Regions from separate parts of the Callithrix jacchus genome. Here region 2 is linked to region 1. A link is a contact called in public Hi-C data. All regions are on one chromosome and are shown on one strand. Each heading gives the region's core, a stretch centred on a gene start, on an enhancer-like site or on the middle of the called end of the contact. The rest is flanking DNA. Distances are from core to core; before and after follow the strand shown. Region 1 overlaps LDB3 (LIM domain binding 3). Region 2 overlaps BMPR1A (bone morphogenetic protein receptor type 1A).

Region 1 (4,453 bases), core at 974-3,473:
ATTACTCTGTGTCAGGCTCTATTCAATAAAACTTTTACAGTTATTAACTTGCTTAATTCTCACAACAATCCTACACAGTAGGTACTATTATGATACCCATTTTCGGATGGGGAAACTGAGGCACGCAGAGTTTGAACAGCTTGTTTAAGGCCATCCGGCCAGTAAGTGGTAGACCAGAATACAAACCTGTATAGTCTAGTTCCAGGTTAGCATTCAGAACAGTGGGACCATGAGGACATTTTTTTATATTCTAATTTTTACTTTTCTGGGTTTTCTAATTCTTCTCTAATGAGTATATATTACTTTGTTTTTAAATAAAAATATATTTTTCATGTATATAAGCTCACACCATACATGCACACAAACATACTATATTCAAACAACAGCACCCTTGGTCCATGGCTTCTAAGTGTGAAATCACTTGTTTTCATTTCAGTCTGGCAGATGTTCACCAATGCCCTGAGTAGCCCAGGCCTGTCTGTGGAAAGACCCAGAAGCAACCCTAAAGGAAAACTGGGTCAGAGCCAACACTGTCTTACAACATGCCCCGTAAACCTACTGACAAGACTGGTGATTCCCAGAACTCGGCCTTAGCCCAAGGGGGAGCTCCTGGCACCAGGCAGCCTGCTGGAGCTTCACCCATGAACCTCATGCCATCCTCCCAGCTCCCCAGGGGAGTGGGTGTCACACAGGTATGGAAGCTATGGCTCAGAAAGCCAGACCAGAGGGCAAGCTAGAAGGAACCAAGGCTTTCTCCCTACACCTGCCTCCTACCCCTATCTCTCTCCACCAGGGCTCAGACTATGGGCAAGCACCCCGCACACACGCCCTCCCAGTGCCCCAGTGCAGGGGCACAGCAGGACCATACCGGATGACGTTGTTGCAGTGGCCACAGAGTGGAGTCCGGCTGCTGGCTGGGAAGCGCTCAGCCCTCTGGACGGTCCCCCTGGCAAGTGGTGGCACCTGGGGACCCGCTGGGGTGTAGGCTGTGCCCCCACGGGGCAGGCTCTGCTTGCTGATGGAGGTGGTGCTCTTGCCAGGGGCAAACTTCTGGGAGAAGCTGTCATCTGCCACCCAGGGAGGACGGCTGGCAGGCTCTGCAGGGCCCCCGCTGTAGGCCGCAGAGGATGCAGGGTTATAGTTGGGGGCAGGTGAAGGGTTATATGTTGGTGCTGGGGATGGAGTGTAGGTGGGGGCAGGTGAGGGGGTATAGGCAGGGGTAGGTGAGGGAGTGTAGGCAGGGGCAGGCGAGGGGGTATAGGGAGTTGGACTGTAATTGGCCCCTGGGGATGGGCTGTAGGTAGATGCAGGCACTGCAAGCCAAAAAAACCCAAAGAAAGATGTGTCAGGAATTAATTTTTCCCAGTTCCCCTCACTCCCAGCCAGAGAAATGCACAAGGTGACTTCAACATTAGAGTAGTACGATTTCAGTTTTTTCAGGAGATTTGTTCCTGAACTTCTTGATGGCCCAGATCTGATTCTCAGCAGGGTGTCCAGGGAGCTAGAGAGCAAGCACAGCCCAGCGAGCGTGGAAAGGGCTGGAAAAGGGACAGGCTATAAATATCTGCAGCTGTGCAGGGTGGGGCTCCACCAGGCCTTGGCTGCCCAAGGCCTGCGTAAGACAGGGAGTGGGGTTGGGGGTACCTGGGCAGGGATAGGTGGGAGTGTGTCAGCTCACTCTTGACTGTGAGAAACTTTCTGTTGCACTCTGACCAGTGATTTGACATCTGAAATACCTCCCTTGGCAGGAGTTTGCTGAACTTGGACCTAGTTCAGCCCTCAGGACAAAGCAGATGACCCAGCAGCTGGGTTTTCAGGTTCAGGTTTCAGGTTTGGCTACAATTACTTTCTTGAAAAACAGCTTGGCTTGATTTGTATTGGGGAGAAATTCCGTCTTGGTTTGATTAGGGTGGGGGATCTTGAATAAGGCATTTTGAGGGTGCTGGGCAGACACTCTAGGGTGACACAGCCCAGGTGCAGCTGTTTGCTTGGCCCGTGGCTGCCCTGGGGACCTCTGGACCTCCATATCGCTTTGCTAGAAGCTGAGAGTGACTGTAGAGATTGCGCAGGCAGTCAGAGTGCAGGGAAGAGAAGGCGCTACCTCATTTCTGCCACCCCCTCCTCCAGCTCCCTGAGAGCAGAAAACCTTTTTGGGGTCACAGCACAGAAAAAGCATTGCAACTGCTTACCCAAAGCCCTCTCAGGCCTGGGCCCTCAACACTTAGCCAGGACAGACCCAGCTGTGCCCTGTACACAAGGTCCAGCTGGCCTCCTCTTCCAGTGAGGGAGGTTCCAGAAGCCTCACCTCATTTCAGTCTGCTCTTCCAGAAAGAGGCCTCATTCCCCCCACCCTAGGAAGCATGTCAGTGCAGCCTCCCTCCCCATTCCTAAGCTCAGCCTGGGCAGGATGGACTGTGCTAAGGCAGTTCCCACACCCCCACGCCCCACTCTTGCCCCCGACCCCGCACTCCAGCCTCAACCTAAAGAGGAAGGTTATCCTTAGGGCTTAAGACCCTGGCCCCACCTCCAGTCTCTCTTTTCCATCTGGATCCCCTGGGCCACCCGGGGCAGCCTGTGGTTCCTACTCTGCACCTTCCACTCCCAGGTGACCCACCCTTCAGAGCTGGGTGACCTGGAAACCCCTGTGCTGGGGGTGAGTAGGGACCAGGTAGATAGGATCCATCCATGTTATTGAAGGAAGAAAAGAGATAAAGCCCTTCACAGCCCAGCCCTGAAGCCGTCCTGTGAGTGAGGCCTTCAAAAGGTAATACCTTCTCCAAAAGGAATCTTCCTCATGTTTAGGGGGTAATGAGGCACATAGCACGCCATCTGAATCGGTCTTCCCATTATTCCCCCTTTCCATTTGAGGTCACTGAGGCTCAGACAGAGCTAGTCAGTGGGAATACGTCTTTAAAACCATTTAGTCTACCATCCCAAGCTGCCTCTGTAAGGAACATGAGTCCAGTTTCCAGAAAGTCTCGGTGCAACCTGTCAGGGAGGATCATTTTCAACTCGGAGGAAACCCCATGCTGTGGGGTCTTGAGAGCACAGCCAAGAGCCCCGGCTGCAGGACCCAGCTCTACCACCTCCTGGTTCTGTGTCCTTGGGCAAATTCCTTAACCTCTCTGGGCCTCAATTTCTTTGTCTAAAAATGACAATGATAATTCTTAGTATCTCACAAGGTTATTATGAGGATTAAGGGAAGGTAAGAAATATAAAGAACTTAGCCTAGTACCCGGCATAGGCATAGTGTGTCACTATATGTGAGTGAGGATGGCAAGGACGGAGGCAATCTGGTCCCAGGGTCAGATGTATTGTCAGCCTGTCTCCTGGTCTGCTGCTCACCTGGGGAAGCCTAGCCCAGTTAGACTGGGGTGTGTGTGGTGGGGGACATCGGGTGTGGGGAGAGCAGGGAAGGGAAATGGGAAGTCTTAAAGTCAGATAACCTGAGACTGAGGTTTATTCACTGGTGGCGGAATGCCTGACGCCCTGCCTGCCCCACTGGGCATGGTGGGGATCTGCTACAGTGACATAGTGCATGCATTTGGTAAATGTGTACAGCCCAGATTTGAGGTATTGTCACCCTCCCTAACAACTTTGCATAGCAGAGAATCTCAAAATGCTGGGGGAAGAGGGGATTCCAGGAATACCACGAGGGACAGAGAGTGGGAGAGGTGATCTAGTACAACTTCAGAGCAGCTTCATCCCTCTATTATGGACAAGGGGGTTCTGTGCAACATTTTCTTTCCTTTTTTTTTTTTTTGAGACAGAGTCTCATTGCACTCTTGCTGTCCAGGCTGGAGTGCAATGGCGTGATCTTGGCTCACTGCCACCTCCACCTCCCGGGTTCAAGTGATTCTCCTGCCTCAGCCTCCCAAGTAGCTGGGATTACAGGCACCCACCACCACACCAGGCTAATTTTTTGTATTTTTAGTAGAGATGGGATTTCACCATGTTGGTCAGGCTAGTTTCAAACTCCTGACCTCAGATGATCCACCTGCCACGGCCTCCCAAAGTGCTGGGATTACAGGAGTGAGTCACATCGCCTGGACCTTTCCTTTCTTTGTAAAGTGCAATTCTCTGCTAAAAAAGATTAAGATTAGCTGGGTGCCATTCCTCACACCTATAATCTCAGCACTTTGGGAGGCCGAGGAGGGGGTGGATCACCTAAGGTCAAGAGTTCGAGACCAGCTGGCCAAGATGGTGAAACCCAGTCTCTACTAAAAATACAGAAAAACTTAGCTAGCATAGTGGCGGGTGCCTGTAATCCCAGCTACTCGGAAGGCCGAGGCAGGAGAATCCCTTGAACCCGGGAGGCAGAGGTTGCAGTGACCCAAGGTCAAGCCATTGCACTCCAGCCTGGACAACAAGGATGGAAACTCTGTCTCAAAAAAAAAAAAAAAAAAAGGAAGATTAAGACCACAACCCCTAATCCTGCGCTGTCTAATACATA
Region 2 (4,453 bases), core at 1,328-3,827, 180 kb before region 1:
ATGGCCAGAAAGGAAAAGCCTCAATATAATCGGCTATGACTTTTAAAAGGTAAACATGAGCCCATGACTTCAGATTCTGTTGGGAAGATGGTCAAGAGCATCTGGAAATCTCCAAATACATGTTTACATTTAAGTTTTATTAATAGCTTTTAAACAATTTTTACTTTTGATCGAGCGTACAGAGAGAGAGAGAAGAATTAGGGTTAAACTAGACAGTCTGAAATAATCCCAGATTCAGAGAAAACTTACATGACAAATGAAATGAAAAGCACATAACTAACGATGAATGAAAGTGCCAAGCATCCAAGACGCGTTCCAGGAAGGCTAAAATGAGCTTGGCCTTGCACAAGAGAAAAGTAGAAAGAAAAACCAAGAAAGGATTTCTCTGGCAGCATGGGGAAAAGGATTACTAAGCAATAGATGTACTGCTGCCACGACAGTAGGCGATGAGGACAAAAATGTACAATTCTTTAACTCCTGTCTTGTTTCTTCTTCTCTACGAAGGATGCTGACAGGGATGACGAAAGTAGCTCAAACACTACTAGGTGGAAAATGACATCCCAAATGTATGAGGAGACCTTACGCGATGCTTTTGTATTCTATGAGTGCCTATCTTCTAACCCAGGTGAATTATATCCCAGGAAGATGACAGGACTTGTAAAAGACATGGCTGAAAGACAGATGTGATTTAAAGACTTTAGAAAGGAGTGTTGGAAACTATAATAGATAACTGAATGTTATATTACTTTTATTTAAAAGGGAAAAAAAGTAGACTTGAAGCTGGGTATGACTGTGTGTGCCTATAGTTCCAGCTATTTGGAAGGTTGACACATGAGGATCAGTTGAACCTAGGAGTCCAAGCCCAGCCTGGGCAACAGAGTGAGACCCTATCTCTAAAAACAGTAATAATATTTTTTTAAAAGAAGACAAAAATAGACTCTGCCAACAGATTAAAGCAGCATTATTGAGATAAGGTCTCAATATTACAGAAAATACAAGGGTTTTGGAATCAAACAATTTGAATCCTACCTTTGCCAGTTATTCACTTTGTGCCCTTGAGCAAGTAATTTATCGTTGGGCTTTAGTGAGCTAAAAAATATAGGTTAACCGGGAGCGGTGGCTGACGCCTGTAATCCCAATACTTTGGGAGGCCAAGGTGGGTGAATCACCTGAGGTCAGGAGTTCAAGACCAGCCTGGCCAAGATGGTGAAACTTCGTCTCTAATAAAAATATAAAAATTAGCTGGGCGTGATGGTGGGCACCTGTAATCCCAGTTACTCTGGAGGCTGAGGCAGGATCACTGCTTGAACCACGGAGATGTAGGTTACAGTGAGGTGAGATCACGCCACTGCACTCCAGACTACACTCTAGACATGACACTGCTCAGACTGGGAGACAGAGCAAGACTATGTCTCCAAAAAAAAAAAAACAGGTTAAAAAAATATGAGCTGGCCACAGTGGCTCACACCTGTAACCCTAGCACTTTAGGCAGCAGAATGGCTTGAGCAGAGGAGTTTGAGACCAGGATGAGCAACAGAGTGAAACCCCATCTCTAAGAACATTTAAAAATTAGCCAGGTATAATCACAGCTATACCACAGAAATATAAAAGTAAAATAAAAAATTAGCCAGGTATGGAAGCACCCCCATGGTCCCAGTTACTAAGAAGGCTGAGGTGGGAGGATCGCTTGAGCTCAAGAGTTTGAGGCTGCAGTAAGTTGTAATTGTGCCACTGCACTCCAGCCTGGATGATAGAGCAATATCCTGTCTTTAAAAAAAATCTGCTTTATAGCGTTGTTAGGGGAAACAAGGTAGAATATACTGAATCCTCAAGATACTATACACATATAGGAAATATTTAACAAATTAATTGCCCTTCCTCTGAGCTTGACATGAATCCCAGATGAGATTCTAGACTAGGCCAAACGTCTTATGAGGTCCTGAAGACCCAAAGTGGCTTCACTAAGAATAAGCAACACCTGACTCATCTCAGGTTTGTCTTACTCAGGTTAATTATGTATCTGGGTCGGCAAAACTCAGGTTTGTCTAGATTACAAATTTGGGTGACACGGCCTTTCCTTTTCCTGTATTCTCCATTCCTACCCTCTGCCCAAGTCAACTTGTATTTCTAGATTTACGTGGGGAATACGAATTCTTGTGGGAATGGCAGCAAGGTTTCTTTTTTTTTTGAGATGGATCTTGCTCTGTCGCCAGGCTGGATGGAGTGTAGTGGCACAATCTCAGCTCACTGCAACCTCCAACTCTCTGGTTCAAGCGATTCTCTTGCCTTAGCCTCCCGAGTAGCTGGGATTACAGGTGTGCGCCACCATGCCCAACGAATTTTTGTACTGTTAGTAGAGATGGGGTTTTACCACGTTGGCCAGTATGGTCTCCATCTCCTGATCTCATGCTCTGCCCCCCTCGGCCTCCCAAAGTGCTGGGATTACAGACATAAGCCACTGTGCCTGGCTGGTAGCGAGGTTTCTGAAAACTAATTTGTCATATAGGAGGAAACAGAGTAAGCAAAATTTACCAGTGCAGCCTGGGGAGTGGAAGGAACACAAGGCCTGGGGATAGGCACTCACATCTGTTCTGCACCATGCCAGAAACGTGAGGCCTGGTGACAGGCACTCACAACTGTTCTGTGCCACACCAAGAATGCGAGGCCTAGGGACAAGGCACTCACATCTGTTCTGCACCGCACTTGGCAGTATGTGAAGGCACCGGGGAAAGGTTTAGGATGAACATGAGAGCGCTGTGCTTGGGTGAGATGCTCTACTTGGGTGACGTTTACCAAGAAATAAAAAAAATTAGGTAAGTGCTGGTCAAAATTTTTGCTGATATAACCCAATTCTTAAAAGCAACGTATCCCTCACATATTTTTCAGGTGACACCTAAAAATTTTCACCATAAATTTAATAATTTCTGGCTTACTGCACATAATGACACTTTGAAATAGAAGTATTACATCATTTTCAAATAGAAGTGTTATATCAGTTTTTAATGCACTCAGTAGAATCTAAGTAGCATTGTAATTTGATACCCATTATAATTAAAAAAAAAATGAACAAATGCTTCTTTTAATAGTGAGACATTTTATACTAGAACTCATTTCTTCTTGAACTCTTATTTCTTTCAGTATCTCCCACAATAATTACGTCCTAAAGTAATATATAACTGTCCACATCAAAGATGAGTATATAAATTCTTTTATTTCCTGTAACTGTATGTCTTTAAGTCCTAGAAAATTATTCTCATTTATCATAATCATTAGCATAAAATTGATCAAAACAATATATATGTTACAATCTTTATTAAATATAAACTTAAGAAAATGTTACCGGAAAAGGCATTTTTTTTTTCTTTTTCTGAGACAAGATCTGGCTATCACTCTGCACACTGGGGTGCAGTCATATGATATCAGCTTACTACTCCCAGGCTCAAGCCATCCTCCCATCTCAGCTTTTTTTTTTTTTGGAGACAGAGTCTCCAGAGTGCAGTGACGCTATCTCAGCTCACTGCAACCTCCACCTTCTGGGTTCAAACGATTCTCCTGCCTCAGCCTTTCAAGTAACTGGGATTACAGGTGTGTGCCACCACATCCAGCTAATTTTTGTAGTTTTATTCGAGACGGGGTTTCACCATGTTGGCCAGGCTGGTCTCAAACTCTTGACCTCAGGTGATCCGCCCACCTCAGCCTCTTAAAGTGCTAGAATGACAGGTGTGAGCCACTGTACCCAGCTAAGTTTTGTATTTTTATAGATTGGGATTTCACCATGTTGCTCAGGCTGGTCTCAAACTTGTGAGCTCAAGTGATCTGCCCGCCTTAGCCTCCCAAATTGCTGGAATTACAGGCGTGAGCTAGCCCATAATTGCTTAAAGTCCTTCCAAAGCATATGCTAAAAATGCCATAAAGATTCTATCATCAAAAATTATTTTCAATGATCTAGCAACTTGGTTCAAAGCAAACAACTGAAAACCATCTGTCAGGTAAACACTTATTTGATAACCCCACATAGCCTATACTGATGTCTTTATTTCAAATTACAACACAGTTTGGAAATTTGAAGTTTTACACCTCAGGCCTTCAATTTGTTAACAAGGAGGGGGTGACTATGAAAAGAGAGGAAGGGAAAGAGAACTGCTGTAAAATGCTTGAGAAGTTTCTGTTCTCAGGCAGAGAAATATTTAGCAACAGGACCTACGGAAGTTCAGGATCCAAAAACCGATTACCTTAAAACTATCTACGTGCTTGTTACCCTCATATAACACAGTCTGAGTGTACCCCGGGATATGGGTAACAGTATGAAGACTGCTGTTAAAGAATCAATATAGTCGAAGCTAACATCTATTAAACCCTTACTATGTGCCAATTGTGCTAAACTATTCACATGTATATCATTTGATCCTTATAATAATTCCTTCATGGATGAGAAAACAAAAGAGCGGAGTGC

What was found. A called contact is a pair of places that touch in the nucleus more often than the background predicts.
Region 2: a contact with region 1 is called in a Hi-C map of skeletal muscle, with 6 times the contacts expected there. The contact joins two enhancer-like sites. A contact is called at or near these places in 2 of 3 Hi-C or Micro-C datasets (both in skeletal muscle).

Annotation. Positions count from the first base shown.
Region 1 is chr12:42,208,206-42,212,658 of calJac240_pri, reverse strand. It overlaps LDB3 (LIM domain binding 3), which reads right to left. Exons shown (of 15, transcript XM_078345367.1): 11 at 869-1,313. Among named protein-coding and RNA genes, the nearest start is that of LDB3, 48 kb to the right of the region's middle. Within about 2 kb of position 2,223, at least 4 of the 16 cell types and tissues checked have an H3K27ac peak or open chromatin away from gene starts, as enhancers often do. A contact at or near this core is called in skeletal muscle, where this site is marked.
Region 2 is chr12:42,390,890-42,395,342 of calJac240_pri, reverse strand. All of the region lies in intron 5 of BMPR1A (bone morphogenetic protein receptor type 1A), which reads right to left. Among named protein-coding and RNA genes, the nearest start is that of MMRN2, 62 kb to the left of the region's middle. Within about 2 kb of position 2,577, at least 1 of the 16 cell types and tissues checked has an H3K27ac peak or open chromatin away from gene starts, as enhancers often do. A contact at or near this core is called in skeletal muscle, where this site is marked.